Linked DNA regions of Sus scrofa: region 2 is linked to region 1. The links are chromatin contacts, called in public Hi-C maps. All regions are on one chromosome and are shown on one strand. The core of a region is the stretch at or near the end of the contact, and the rest is flanking DNA. Distances in the headings are between cores, read along the strand shown. Region 1 has its middle 240 kb from the start of GATA3. Region 2 holds the start of GATA3 (GATA binding protein 3).

The links. Hi-C and Micro-C count contacts between places; a contact is called where the count stands out from the background.
Region 2: a contact with region 1 is called in a Hi-C map of embryonic fibroblasts, with 2.3 times the contacts expected there. The contact joins the promoter of GATA3 here to the enhancer-like site in region 1. A contact is called at or near these places in 5 of 47 Hi-C or Micro-C datasets (embryonic fibroblasts, epiblast stem cells, heart right ventricle and 2 more) and 1 of 2 datasets of contacts at active chromatin or transcription factors (skeletal muscle).

What each region holds. Positions count from the first base shown.
Region 1 is chr10:63,146,247-63,153,193 of Sscrofa11.1, forward strand. No RefSeq gene overlaps it. Among named protein-coding and RNA genes, the nearest start is that of GATA3, 240 kb to the right of the region's middle. Within about 2 kb of position 3,780, at least 14 of the 83 cell types and tissues checked have an H3K27ac peak or open chromatin away from gene starts, as enhancers often do. A contact at or near this core is called in embryonic fibroblasts and retroperitoneal adipose tissue, where this site is marked.
Region 2 is chr10:63,384,231-63,391,177 of Sscrofa11.1, forward strand. It overlaps GATA3 (GATA binding protein 3), which reads right to left and starts at 3,733. Exons shown (of 5, transcript NM_001044567.1): 1 at 3,360-3,733; 2 at 421-957. The coding sequence starts at 3,600.

The DNA of each region.
Region 1 (6,947 bases), core at 2,530-5,029:
TGTCTACCTTTTCTTGAATCTTCATAACCTAGAGATGTCAAGGCAGAGCCAGCCTGACTCCAGTGCTGTAATGTGACTCAAAGGCATCAAGGGTATGGTACTCCCACCCTGAAGACGAAAGATGCAAGAAGAAAGCATCTATAAAAGTGAATGGAACACAAGCCCCACTGTAGATCTAGGCTCCCGCCACTCACCTGCAGAAGAGAAAGAACCAGGCTGACGGCTGCATGCTTTACCAGTCCTTTCTGATAACCGTGAGATGAGCTATATCCGAAGAAACCCAAACCTTTCAGGAGATGCGACTTTCCCCTTGGCAATTCATGGCACAGCCCTTTGTTATGCCCAGACGTGGTGCTTCAGATTATTTTGTTTCAGGTTTGTTAATCTGAGGCTTTCAGTCAATGAATAATACTGCCATCCTCTCTAGCCAGGACAGCAGCGTCAAGAGGGTTGAGCCCCACCTCTGTCTATTCTCACCTCTCCCACGCCGGCATTTGTACATGAAGCGAGGTCAGCTAATAAGAACCTGGGAGAAAATATTCCTCAAAAAGTACATGTGTGGTTAATTTGTGCCATATTTTAGATTCCACATCTAAGTGATAGACTTGTGGTTGACAAGGGGGAGGAGGGAGGAAGTGGGATGGATGGGGAGTTTGGGGTTGGTAGATGCAAACGATTACACTTAGGATGGATAAGCAATGAGGTCCTGCTGTACAGCACAGGGAACTCTATCCAATCTCTTGGGTAGACCCTGATGGAGGATGGTATGAGAAAAAGTAGGACGGGGTCACTGTGCTGCACTAGAGAAACCGACACAGCTCCGTAACTCAACCACACTCCAATAAAAATAAAATCTTAAAAAGTGTACACGTGGGGGGGAATTTGGGTGACGTTTTCTTGGCAGTTTGTGACTGGGTGTGGGACCTCCTCCTTCGCTGCCCTCAGATGGCTTCACCTCTGCTTGGCCATGTAAGAAGCAACAGCATAGGGCTATGGATTTCTGGCAATTACTGGCAGAGGTGAAGAGATTTGGGGACATTCTAATTCAGTCCAGTATTATTTTGAATGTGCAAAGTCTTCCATAGGTTGCCCGAGTGGGCAATGCCTGAACCAGCACAAACCCCCGTGCTTTGTCCCAACTCTGTGAAACCAGCATCTTAAGGGTGTATGATTTAAAGCCCTCACTATTCAGATAGCTCTTTGAAGAAGTCACGTGGTGCAATGTGAAAGACTCCATAACAGTCATTCAAACATTTTGCTGGTGCCAATAAAAGGATTTCAAAGTGAAGTAAACTGCCTACTCCGTAATTATGTCTAGGAAAGTGAGCTTCTTTTTCCTTCATTTACAACTATCCAGGTGAATTCAGCAGTTCTGCTTACTGATCGTACTCGTATTATTAAGTGTCCCCAAAAATGAAACCATTTTCCTTAAAAGAAGATTCTATGATCATCCCACTGTGGCTCAAAATGAAAATATTTGTAGCAACATTCTCTTTCATTTTATGCAGGCACACACCCCAAAAGTTTCTCTTTGCGAACTAATTGTTAATGGTTTTGTCATCTTCATTGGTTATTTTTTGTGGCTAAATATCAAATGCCACTTGAGTTTGGGGAACATAGACTCAGTTTAAGGTTAATAAAGGAAGAATGTAGTCTATACTCCTTGAAACAAAAAAAGTGTTTGAGGCTTGAGTGGTTAACAACCACAGGCTACTGACTTTTCTTAACCTAGCCTGGTGCACAAGTGATATTCTCTGACAAGAGAAGGCAACAAGGAAAATACTTTCGTAAAATGGTACAGTATCGATGAGCAGGTGTCTTGTCATGAAACCTTGAACTGACCATAACTTTCCCTTTACCAGCGTGCCAGACACCTCTTGGGGAGGTCACCGCCAAACCCATTTTCAAGATGTAAGGCAATTGCCTGCTCTTCTTGCTCACACGGTAGGGCTAACTTCCCACGCAATGTAACTAGAGAGTTGGGTAGATAACTGTGAAATACTCTGAAATTTCATAATACATTTCAGGAAAAAAGCCCAGATTGAATGCGCATCTGGGAAAAACAAACCAGAGCACAAACCAACCATGGCTTGACATCTAAAAGCCAAAGCAGAGAGGGTCTTCGTTTTAAAGAACATTTCAGAAAGTCTCCTAAATTGCACAAAACTCCATTTTTTCTGCCTCCGAAGATTAAGTGCTGTGTCAGTTCCTATCAGAAAGTAGAATCTCGGCTTCCAAGGAGTCAGGTTATTTCAAGCCTGCTGCCACTGCCTTGTCGTTTGTCTAACCCAGAAAGCAAACTTTTCTCCAAGAATGGATCCCACAAAGGCCCTTGTACTCCTGTTATTCTTTGCAGATGATTTCACTGTTTTATTTAAGTCCTTACTCCTCTGATGACCCACGTGTAGCCCCAACGGCACCGGGAGGAAATGGCTAAACATCACTCCACTGATCATAACAGCACAATTTCTCCTTTGGATAAAGGGACTGGCTCAATAAGAAGTTCAAATCCACCCTGGTCTCATTTTATAAAAAAAGATCCTACCTCTTTGTATACAAAATAGAATAAAATTAACTGTAATTATTCAAGGGCTATTTGTCAGTCTCTAGATTTACTTGACCCTTTGGGGGTTGTTCGTTTGTTTGTTTGGTGGTATTTACTTTTTTTTAAAAAAAAAAAAAAAAGCTCTCATTTTGAGGATTTTATGAATCTTTTGGAACTGGACAAAACTCTAACTTGGAAGTGTTTGATTTCCCTCCAGAAGAGGTAGTTCAGGAGTCTCCAAAAAAAAAAAAAAAAAAAAAAAAATCAAAAAACCATGCCTGTAATTCAGGCATTCATAGGATTACACAAGAATGGCCAGATTCCACTGTGATTCTCAGAGAAAATCAACCTTGTTGACTGATTGACTTAACCAAACTTCGTGCAGACAAGAAGCATGTCCACTGCATCCACCACCTCGGCCTTAATCCCTAACTCAGCTCAACACTGGACATGCAGCAGGACCTTACATTACCCTAAGGACAAATTTTAGGTTCCAGAGGCTCAGCTAAAAATGGGTTCCTAATAATAATCGGGCTGGAGCACCCCAGGGGAAAGGAACACATCAATCCATCCAAAACCAAAGTTTTCCTCGGCAATTCTCTAGGGGTAAGAATAATTCCATCTTGGGACCAACGATGTGTGGCTGTGAACACAAATCCCCAAAAAAGGAATATGATTGAAATAACTAATAGAGCATCGTGTTATACCAGGACAAATAGTATTTCTCCTTCATGTTTGGAGTGCGTGCGTGTATGCATCGGTTTGCACCTGCTCCCTGCAAGGGCGATGGAAGTCTCTTATTGCCATCTCACCGGCAGAGCGGGCTGTTTCTCACTTAGATAATAGCAAACGATGGTGTTACACTATTTGATAAACAAACCGTAATACAACCATGTAAATCCCAAGAACAGGGCCAAACGCCCTGGTGTTCCTCCGACACTTAGCTGGGATTTGCTCCACAGCTAAATACTAGGCACCTAAGCCAGCTAAGTGGTTTACCGGGGCTGCTTTGCCCGGATGACGTCATTACTTGGCTTTCCGAATGCAGCTCTTGGCTCTGGCTGTTCTGGCTTCTTTCCATGTAAACAAGGCTTGATGAATGCGGCAGAAGGGCTGTGAATCACGTATTCCACTCTCAGATGGGAAGTCAGAATGTCAGTTTTTCTCCATTTGGATCACAGAGCTTCAGGGATATTTAAGGCAGCATCCCTAGCAACCGCATAGAAACCGCCCCGGCGCCTGGCTGCCAGCCTCCCGACCCGCTCCACGTAAGAGCAGCTGAGGCGGCGCCCACCGCCAGACCCACACCTCCCTCCCAGCTGCAATCACGGGTCTGACCCTTGCGGCCTGATCACAAGCACATTACAAGGCTGCCTTTTGATGATGGAGACAAGGGCAAAAAGAGCAGTCCTTGCCATGCTTCCAAGGGAATAAATGGGATTTCGCCGAAGCAGTCACAGATGTTCAGGACTCATGAGTGCCTGGTGGGGCCTTTGTATTCCAGGGTACCTCTTAGCACCACCGCCTCCAGCTGGCCACCCCACTGAATGTATCTGATGGTTAAATCGAGTAGACCCAGGAAAGCTGGAAGCCAGATCTCTCCCAGCAGAAAGAAGAATGCCATCCTTGTCCATCTTTATAGCCCTTGAACCCAGTTAGTTTGACGGTTGTAAATAGTCAAGAAAGGACTTGGAAGAATGAGGAGGGGCAGTTATCAAGGGCACCAAGGACCTTGCTGGCCAGGTGTGCAACAGGTGAAATGCTTTACTCCACCGACCTCGAATGGTTAATTTGAGGGTGTGGTGGGTCAGTGATGCAGACTCAGTTGTTGGGAAACGAACACTCCTGATACATGAATTTCTTCTCTGTGATGACTAACAGCGCAGCCTCTGAAAGTAGAACATGACACTGTGTTAAGATAATAGACTGCTGCCAACCAATGCACCTTTACCAGAGATTCCTCCCCACTTGGGAAAAAAGTCGGAAACTATTAAAGCATTCAGAGCCTTTTTCCTTCATTCTCCGGCCTTCCATCCAAAGGCTTGAGCGTCAAAGTATGCATCCGATGTCACGACATTTTTCCAGAACATCGTATTGTTTTCCATTTGGGTAAGCCAGGAAAGGAAGTGTGGTTTTTTGGGTTTTGTGTTTGTTTTTTATCTTGACTCTTCAGGTCAATCAAATGAAAACTACTCAAATCAGTCTGAGGGAGGAAGTGAGTTTTGATGTCGGTTCCGGGCTTAATGTCTTTCTAGAATGAGCTCTACCAAAAGCCGGAGCTTATAGACGCAACATGAAAAGGTAACAAGCAAATGCCAGATCTCATTTTCCTTCTTTCCAAGGGCCACACGACTGGACAGTTCTCATCCACGCAGTCTCCACAAAGAGTCTGGGAATAAGTCCTTTGGAGAAAAGATTTAATTGATCTGGTCGGCCAGCAACTTAAGAGTTCACAGGCTTCTAAATAATTCATAAAACAGATGTAGAAGACAAAGTCACCCATCTAGCGAGGTGCAATTTGCTTAGAAGCTCACGTAGAAAAGAAGCAGACGGGGCCATGACCACCACCCTACCGCCTGAGAAGCGAGACGGCAGCAGGAGGTCCGCGGGACCTGCAGGAATGCACAGTTCCACCCTTGGGATTATTCGTGCTCCTTTGATGTTTCCTTTCAGGATCGCTCACTGCCCCAGGCTCTGCCTGACAGATACAGAGGCTACAAGATGCCCTCATCTTGCACAAGAACCACAGAAATTCTAATACCCTGGTTGCATCACAGCCACTTTCATTGCCTCAGTGCAGCACAATTAAGGTGATTTCATGGATGCAACCAAAGTATTTTCCCACAGCAAATTCCAAAGTTAGAGTTAAATGGCAGTATTTTTGAGAGTTGATGTTGGTTTGTAAAATTTCTAAGGCTTGGAAGCCAAGTGTTGGTGAGGAACCCCCTTGGTTTTCACTTCCTCTGGCAATTTTTCAAGAACTGATGATGTGAAGAAACCAAATGTGAAGTTAGAAATAATTGAGATGTGGATTTGGTCAGAACTAAAAAAAAATTTTTTTCCTCATCGTTCATTTTATTTGTTTTTTTTTTTCTAAGTAAAGCAGAGTCGCTTTATAATACTGTGCCAATTTCCACTGTACAGCAAAGCGACCCAGTCCTACATATGTACATGTTCCCTTTCTTATCTTCCATCAAGAACATAAACATTTTAATGTCACTTTAACCGGTTGTTATTTACATACAGGTATCAGCTGTGTGTTAAGTTACTGTAACCATATTATTCATCAGTTATATTATAAGAGAATGAAGATGCTCGCATTCACTCTCCATAGTTAGAGTCTCAGGCTTATTTGAGAATCCCAAAGAGGAGCCAAGGACCAGAGCATAATTTTTGTTTCCTCTAAAGGATACTTTCTTTGGGAAATAAAATGAAAGCAAATTAGAATGCCTTCCATAGGTTATTTAAAGCATCTTGGCTTCTGCTTGTTCACTGAAGCCCATCATAATTCAGGGGGAATTTTCCAAAAGGCATAAAGTCTAGATACCACCTTCTTTGGTGAGGTCAAGTGCTCGCCTTCCCCACATGTAGAAAGGTCTATTCAGGACCTCTCGGATAACATCTAAGCCAATGATTCTAAAATCATACAGCATATCATATCACTTAGATCTGGTGAAGCTGCCTGTCATGGATTAACAAATAACAGTGGTTTTAACAGGTCATAAAATGTGAAGCTAGGAATAAGCCTGGAAGTAGGCAGACCAAGTCATATACAGCGATTTCACAATCAACATTGTCTTAAACACCTCCTTATCTTGCTACTCTACCCATCTTTAGCATGCTGCCAAATGGTCTAAAAGAGTTGCCAAGCACCAGCCTTTATCTCCACATCTCAACCAAAAAAAAATGAGGAAGGAGAAGCCGGGTCTCTGACACTTCCTGTCAGGGCTCACTAGCTAGAACTTACACATACAGCCACACCAAGATGCAAAGAAAGCTGGAAAATATAGTCTTTAGACTGGGTATCCATATACACTGGTAAAAATGTCATTCTGATTGGGGAAATAAAGAAAAAACATTTTGGAAAAGACAACAAAAGTCGGCCACCAATATCAAATTCATGAAGAGTTAATATCTGAGACATTTTTCTTAAAATATTAAAGGTATGTTTACTTCTAAGATAATGTTGGGGAAAACTAGTGTATAAATAATATAAACATAGAAATGGTTCATAATGTATCCATATAGAAATGATAGTCATATATAAATAAACTGGTGTATATCTGGTATCATTTGTCCGTAGTCTTGCTTATCTAGTTATTGCAGTTAAGGATTTAAATTCAAATAAATAAAATTCTTCCTTCTAAATCGTTTTATATTAAGAGTTTAGACTAATCAGAAG
Region 2 (6,947 bases), core at 2,483-4,982, 240 kb after region 1:
CTGGGGACGCAGAGGCCGGGGGTCACAGGAGGGACCTGTGTTTGTTTGGGTGCCAAGAGGTTTCGGTTTTGCATTAAACACTACAGATGCATCCCCGGGCCTTCCAGTCGGTTGGAAACGGACGGAAGGTTACTGGCAGCACCCAGAAGTTCCCTGGCAGGACAGGCAGGAGGAGGGGGTGTTGTGTTTATCTTTTTCCCTCCCCCGTTCGTGGGGTGGGGTGGTTTGCATCAGATCCTCCCGGCCCTTTGCCCCAACACTGGAAGAGGCAAGAACGGGAAGAAACCGAGTCTCCAAGGACCACCACCCTGCTCCCCGCTCCCGGGACAGGGCCGGACCGCGCGCTCTGGTCCCCGCCCTGGAGTTGGGAGCTGGGAGGGGGGCGAGGGGCAAGGTCTCCGGGGGAGAGAAGGCTCCTACCTGTGCTGGACCTCGCCTTGGGCCTCGACTTGCATCCGAAGCCGGTGGGGGAGCCCCCCAGCAGGCTGCTGGGCGGGAAGAGTCCGGAGCTGTATTCGGGGACGTAGGGCGGGTAGGTGGTGATGGGGTGGTGGGCGGACGCCGCCGCCCCTCCCAGGGTGGTCATGCTGCCGCGGGGGTGCGCCGACTCGAGCTTCATGCTGTCGGGCAGCGGCACCTGGTACTTGATGCATTCCTTCTCGTCCTGGCGGCCCGAGCCGGCCGAGCCCGGGGTGGACAGGGACGGGTCCGGGGAGACGTCCTTCGGCGGGGTGGGCGGGAAGGTGAAGAGGTGCGGGCTGGAGTGACCCGCCGACAGGGAGGAGGACGAGGCCGGGGGGTAGACCGACAGGGGCCCCGGGGAGCCGTGGTGGATGGACGTCTTGGAGAACGGGCTGAGGTTCCAGGGCGAGGCGGTGTGGTGGCTGCCCAGGGCTTTGCTGCCGTCCAGCCAGGGCAGGGATCCGTGCAGGAGAGGGGGACGGCACACCTGACTCCCTGCGCAGGGCAGAGGAAGGGACAAGAGAGAGACAGGAGGTGAGAGCAGCCCCCAGAGGCCCCCAGACACCTGGGCATCATCCCATCAGCCCCAGCCCCTGGGGGCAGGTCAACCCCAACACAGCCGGGACCTGGGCTGGGCTGGGCGGACAGGCCGGCTCTCCCCCACCCAGGCAGCCCCAGCAGTCCCTGGACCAGGCCGCACTTTTCACCCCTGTCTCCCACACAGGCTTCCCATCACATCCTGGGCTTGAAGAGCCTGTGTCTGACACCCAAGAGGTGCCTCCAAGGAGCAGAGTCAGGCCCCTGGCCTCCTCGGCCTCTCCAGATACACTTTCTAAATCCCAGCCCCTGAGGTCTCTCTAGAACCTGACTTGATTTATTGGTTTCCTTCAATGGCCCAGCGGCCCTCATCCCAGACCTAACCCCAGGCAGCCTGATAAGAGAATGCGCTGTGAAAGATGAGGCCTGAAGGGGTGAGGCTGGCCTCGCGGCCACCGCTCAAAAGCAGGAAAACACGCGGACCCCAGGAGAGACCCAGCTGCAGCGCCCAGCTGACCAAGCCCCGTGCCTGCAGGAGAAGAGGACATGGCGGAGAGGACAAGGGCCATTTGGGGTTCCTCCGTGTAACCCAACTTCAGGGCTAGTTCATAATCGGCAAGGCCCGAAGTGGGATTTGCAGGGAAATGGATTGCTCGGGCTGTTTTAGAAGGTTTCCAAGGCTGCACCCTGGGGTGGCAGCTTTGTCTGCCTCTCCCACCCTCCCAAATCCTACTGAAAAAAAAGTCAGCTAGGCCCGTAGGCCCTCACAGTTGCATTTTCACCAGCGCAATATGTGAATTTTCACCTGAGCCCCTGAGACACAAAACTCCACTGCCTGGGTCTACTTTGCTCACACCCAGAGGAATCTGAGCCTGCATTTGAAACACAGGGTTTTAAGGCAGCCATAACTCAGACCGGTCCAGAGGCTCTGAGAGGGTACGTTTAAACGGCAAGTGCAAATGCACGCACTTATTGATCTTTTAATCCAGGACCTGCCTCAGCATCTGACATTCTATTTAACCATTAAGAACAATACTGAAACTAAAATCTTAAGAGAGGAAGGGGAGGGGAGTCGAGGGGGAAGGGGAGTTCTCTGAACCCCAAGGGTCAAGATTCACATTATGCAGGAAGTAGGTGTAGTAAATAATATTAAGGCTGCAGTTACCGCATTTTCACTTAACTGCTGATGTGCACAGAACAAGGGCAAAGAGCGCCCCATCTGCAGAAACAATTGTTTAAAAGCTGGTGACAGCAGGGTGGAGACCTCCTGCTGCCGGAGGGCCTCTGTCATCGGCCCCAACCCGGAGAACCTAAGGAGGGGAACTGGAGCAGACCTGCCAGAGAGCCCCTCATACTTCCTCCACCTGAAACGTTGCTATGTCTTCTAGGGAAACACACTTGGAGCTGGAAACCTTGTCTCCCAACTACATAGGGCCAGGTTTCTCTTTACCACTCCAGAACTGCAAACTTCTCACCGAGAAAGAGAAAGGGAAAAAAGAAAGAAAAGAAAAGGCAACTAGAATCCCTCCTGCCTAGAAAGAAACCCTAATGGATCCTAAATCTTTGGGGGGAGCCCAGGGGCGCTGGGGTAGGCCCGAGGACAGCTGGGCGAGAGTTGCCGGAGCACAGCAATGAGGCCGCGGAAAAGCAGAGACGCAGGGAATTCTCTGCAACCGGGAATCCAGGGAACCCCAGTGTCACAAACTTAAGACGGTGGTCTTTCCCCCCAACCCCCGTCAAGCACCAGACTTCTTTTCCTTAGAGCCACAAGGTGGAAAAGCTGCCTAGAAACCAAATGCTCTGGCTTTGGAGGAAGGTCAGGACACCGGGTTGCGACTAAGTGCGTCTCTCTGGCCTTTCTGGAAATGTGCCGGAGCAGCACACCCAGGCGCGCCGGCAGAAGCCCCCGAGAGAGAGCTACGGGGTAACTGGGGAAGCGAAGCCCCTCAAAGAACCCAGCCCGAGCCAGGTTTGGCCGGCGCCGGATGCTCGGCCCGGGGAGCGGTGGCCGGCGGAGGCAGAGGCTCGGCTCCCTGCGCCTGGGACCTCGGAGGCCCCCAAACCTGCGGCCGCGCCGGGAGAGAGGGCTGCAGCGCGGCGCCCGCCAGGTGAGCGCCAGGCCCCCGGGGACTGCAGGCGCGGAGAGCCGCCTGCTGCGGCTGTTTTGAAAAACACACTCTCGCGACGATCGAGACGCCTTCCTCGCCCATTTCCGGGCCCCAAATTTTTTAATGATGCAGAAACGGCGCTTGGGGGCTTTGGCTGCTTCTGTCTCCCCACCCCCTGGTCCCTCCCTGCCTTCCCGACCTGGGAGAGCGGGGACAGCTGGGCGGGGGTCCCCGCACCCGGGGCGAACTCACCGTGGTGGGTCGGAGGGTACCTCTGCACGGTGGCCCTCACCGAGTTTCCGTAGTAGGACGGGACGTGGTTGCCTTGACCGTCGATGTTAAAAAGTACATCCACCTCCTCGGGCAAGGGGTACTGCGCCGGGTCCATGTAGGAGTGGCCGAGGCCCGGGTGGTGCGTGTCCGGGTGCTGCCCGTTGAGGACCGCGGGGTGGTGGTGGCTCACCCAACGCGGCTGGTCCGCCGTCACCTCCATGGCCCAGGCTGCGCTCGCGCCCTCTCGCCGGGCCCGGAACCCGCGCGCGGAGAGGGAGGGCGGTCCGGGGGGCTCCGCGGCTCTGCAGGTGCTCCTGCCGTCGGAGGAGCAGGGGTCGTTCAAGGATTTGTTTTCAGTGGGGGAATGGGAAAGCTAGGAAGAAAGGTGAGCAAATGAGATTTCAAAAAAAAAAAAATCTTTGAGGGGTAGTTTAGCAAAGAGAAGAAGACGGAGAAAAAAGAAATTCCAAAAAAATAGGTAGGAAAGGATAAAAGGGGCCCGAAGTGCAAAAGGAGGCGAGGGCTGGCTGGGATTCTGCGCGTGAGGCTCCTCGGCCGTTCCGAGACTGAGTCTCTCCTGGGTCACCTGCAAAGGAAAGGAGAGACCTGGATGAGGTCCTGAGTACTTAGCACCTGAGTTTACGAAGTGGCACCACCTACCCTCGAGCCGCCCGGCCCCGCGCCCGCGCCCCCAGGTCACGCGCACACGCGCACGCCTCCTCCGGAGCCAGGAGCACCGGGAGACCGCCGAGAGGGAGCGACTCCCGAGTACATCCCCAGCTGCCCGGCTCTCCCGGGAGCCCGGGACTGAGTGAGCGGCTCCAACTAGGACGACAGCTCCCTCCCTCCGGGGATCCAGGTCCCTGGACCTACTTTCCAGCCCTTAGAAACTCTCCAAAAGAGGAGAGTTGAGGTTGGGTTTTTTGGGGTTTTTTTTTTTTAATGTTTTAAAGTCCTTCCATATGGAGAGAGAAAACAAATCAAACTTTAAAAAAAAAAAAGTCGCAAGTACCAACCTGGGTAGCGAGGAGCAGAGAGGAGAAGGAGGCGTGTGACCTGGGCGAGCAGAAACTGCTCGGTCAGATTGCGTGGCTCGCTCTGTCTCGCGCTCTCTCCGTCTCTCTCTCTTTTCCTCCCTCTCTCTCTCCCTCTCTCTCAGTATTTTTTTTTTTTTTTTTTTTTTTTTTTTTTTTACAGGGAATGCATTCTTTCTGAAAGTATCAAGACGGCGCCAGGCAGCTCAGTGTTCGCAGACAGCTGTGGCGCGACGGAACTTAAGGAGGTTCTAGTGTCATCTGCGCCGACGGGGGAGGAGCCTGGCGCTGGCGAGGAGGGGACAGGATCACAAGCACAAGGAAACTGCAACCCAAACCCGCTCAGGACTTCACCACCACCACCCCCTCCGCGCACCCCCGCCTCTCCCCCCGCCCCTCCACTGACCGGAAAGGGGCGCCGCAGAGGGCGGCTCGGGCGGAGGGGCAGCGGGGCGGGTGGGCGAGGCGGCCCGGGGTTTGAGGTGGAGGGGGCGGGCAGGAGGGAATTCGCGCTCTGGCCCTTTAAATGTGGCTCCCGCTCCTGCCAATTCATCCGGCTGGGTAGATTATTCCGTACCGAGGAAACCGGCCTGCCCCATTCATAAAGTTTATTTCTACAGGCAGCCTTTCTTTTTCTGACTTTTTAAATGAGCAAACATTTTTTCGGTATTCAGTCCTGGGTATTGACTGGTTTATTGATGTGGGGTCTCTGGGATCCGTAAAATGATCAGGGGGAAAAAATGTAACGTCAAAGTTCTCGGAGATGTGCTTCTTTCGGGAATTGCTTAAGAGAGCGAGGAATGGGGGGCGGGGCCTGCCTTTGATTGAAACGTCCACGTTACTTTGGTGGTCGTGGTCAACATTCTCCCAACCTCTCGCGTTAGAAGCCTCTCGATGAAAGTTTCAGCTGTTGCAGCTGTCCTTTCCAGACCTAATATTTGTAATCGATGTGTGCTTTTGACTTGAGCGACAACAGTGAAGGATGAAAAGGAGAGGGGGCGACTCCGGCTCCCCAGGAACAGGGAGAGTGGCCGGAGAGAAAGCACTCGGGTCTTCACTCCGGTTACCCAACTTTTTCCCTACTCCCCGCCCGGCGCCCTACTTTGGCTCCCGGCGTTTTTCCCCAGCCCCCTCCTCCTCCTCCGACCCCCCACCCCAGCCGCGGGGCAGGACAGCAGCAACCTCCCCGGGGCCCCGCAGCCCGCGGGACTCGCTGAGTCCGGCTGGGCAGCCCCCGGCGGAGGGAGCTGGGCTCTGAGACGCTCCGAGGAGGGGGCGGGGCATACGGGGCGGGGCCGAGAAGGGGCCAATCAGCGCGCAAGGCTGCGGCCGGGCGGCGATTGGCCGGCCCAGCGGGCTCCAACCTCCCCGGCCTCTCTCTGTGCTTTGAGCCACTGCATCCCCTAGCGGCGCTCTGGCTCCTGCAGCCGCCCGGGCCCAAAACGCGGCCAGGGTGTGCAAGGGTCAGGCGGGAAGAGAAGACTCAGGTTCCACGCGCGGCTCACCCCAGAGCCATGTGTGCGAGGAGAGAGTGTGGGTTCTCCCGCAGGCTTTCTCACGGACGGTGCTAAGAGCTTGATTGGGGTGATCGTAATTGAAGACATTATTCCCTCTTCGCGTCTATATTCCATAAAATTCCCTACAAATACAAAACAAACAAAAAATCGACATAGACGGGACCGTACCTAAAAGTAAGTTCTGGAGGATTCCTTTTGGGCGGAGAAGGAAAAACAATAGTCAGCCTTAGCTTGGTTTTCCGGGGATGTCCTGCTTAAATACACAATGCTTGCAGAAAGACTAGTCAACTTCATTTGCAATTCGTGGAAACGTGGAGGTCCTCCCGACTTGGAATTGGAGCTTCTCTTCAGTCTCCGTCTTCTTACAACCGATGTTTGTCGGAAATCGGGGCTGAGTTTCTAGATGCGGAGCATGAAGAAAATCCTTAAATTAACCACCCCTCCCCACTGTTTCTCCTGAGCCCATTTAGTCCCCGTTTATTAGGGCGGCCCAGTAAAAGAGCATTGATTTTCCTTCATTCTGACCACGTCTCTCTAGGGCCAATGGAGCTGCCAGCCTCTCCTGCTCACAGCGCTCTCCAAACCTTTTAATTATTTAGTTTCTGTCTAACATCCACCGGAAACCGCTCCATAAACAAGGACAGATGAACGCATACACATTTTTGCTACAAGTTCCCAGTTTAAGGTTAAGGATGGCAGCGGGGGCGGGGTGGGGGTGAAAAGTGCGTCTTTGCCCGTGGCTCCAGGACCTGGCGATGCTGGCCCGACCGCAGTTCAAAGCCACGCGGAAAATCCCCAGACGTAGCTCTTTGGTCCTCTACGCCGCGCGGAGACCTGGAAGCCTGGGAAATAAAAGGGACCTATCCTCGGAGAGAGAAGCTGCTGACGCCAGGACTTGAAAAATGTTAACTTCTGAGGCTAAGGCCGATTCGAAAAGACAAAGAAAATATCAGTGAGAAAGAGGCCTTCCGGTGTAGCAGCGCCTCTCCGATAACGCGGAGAACTTGAGGGGGGGA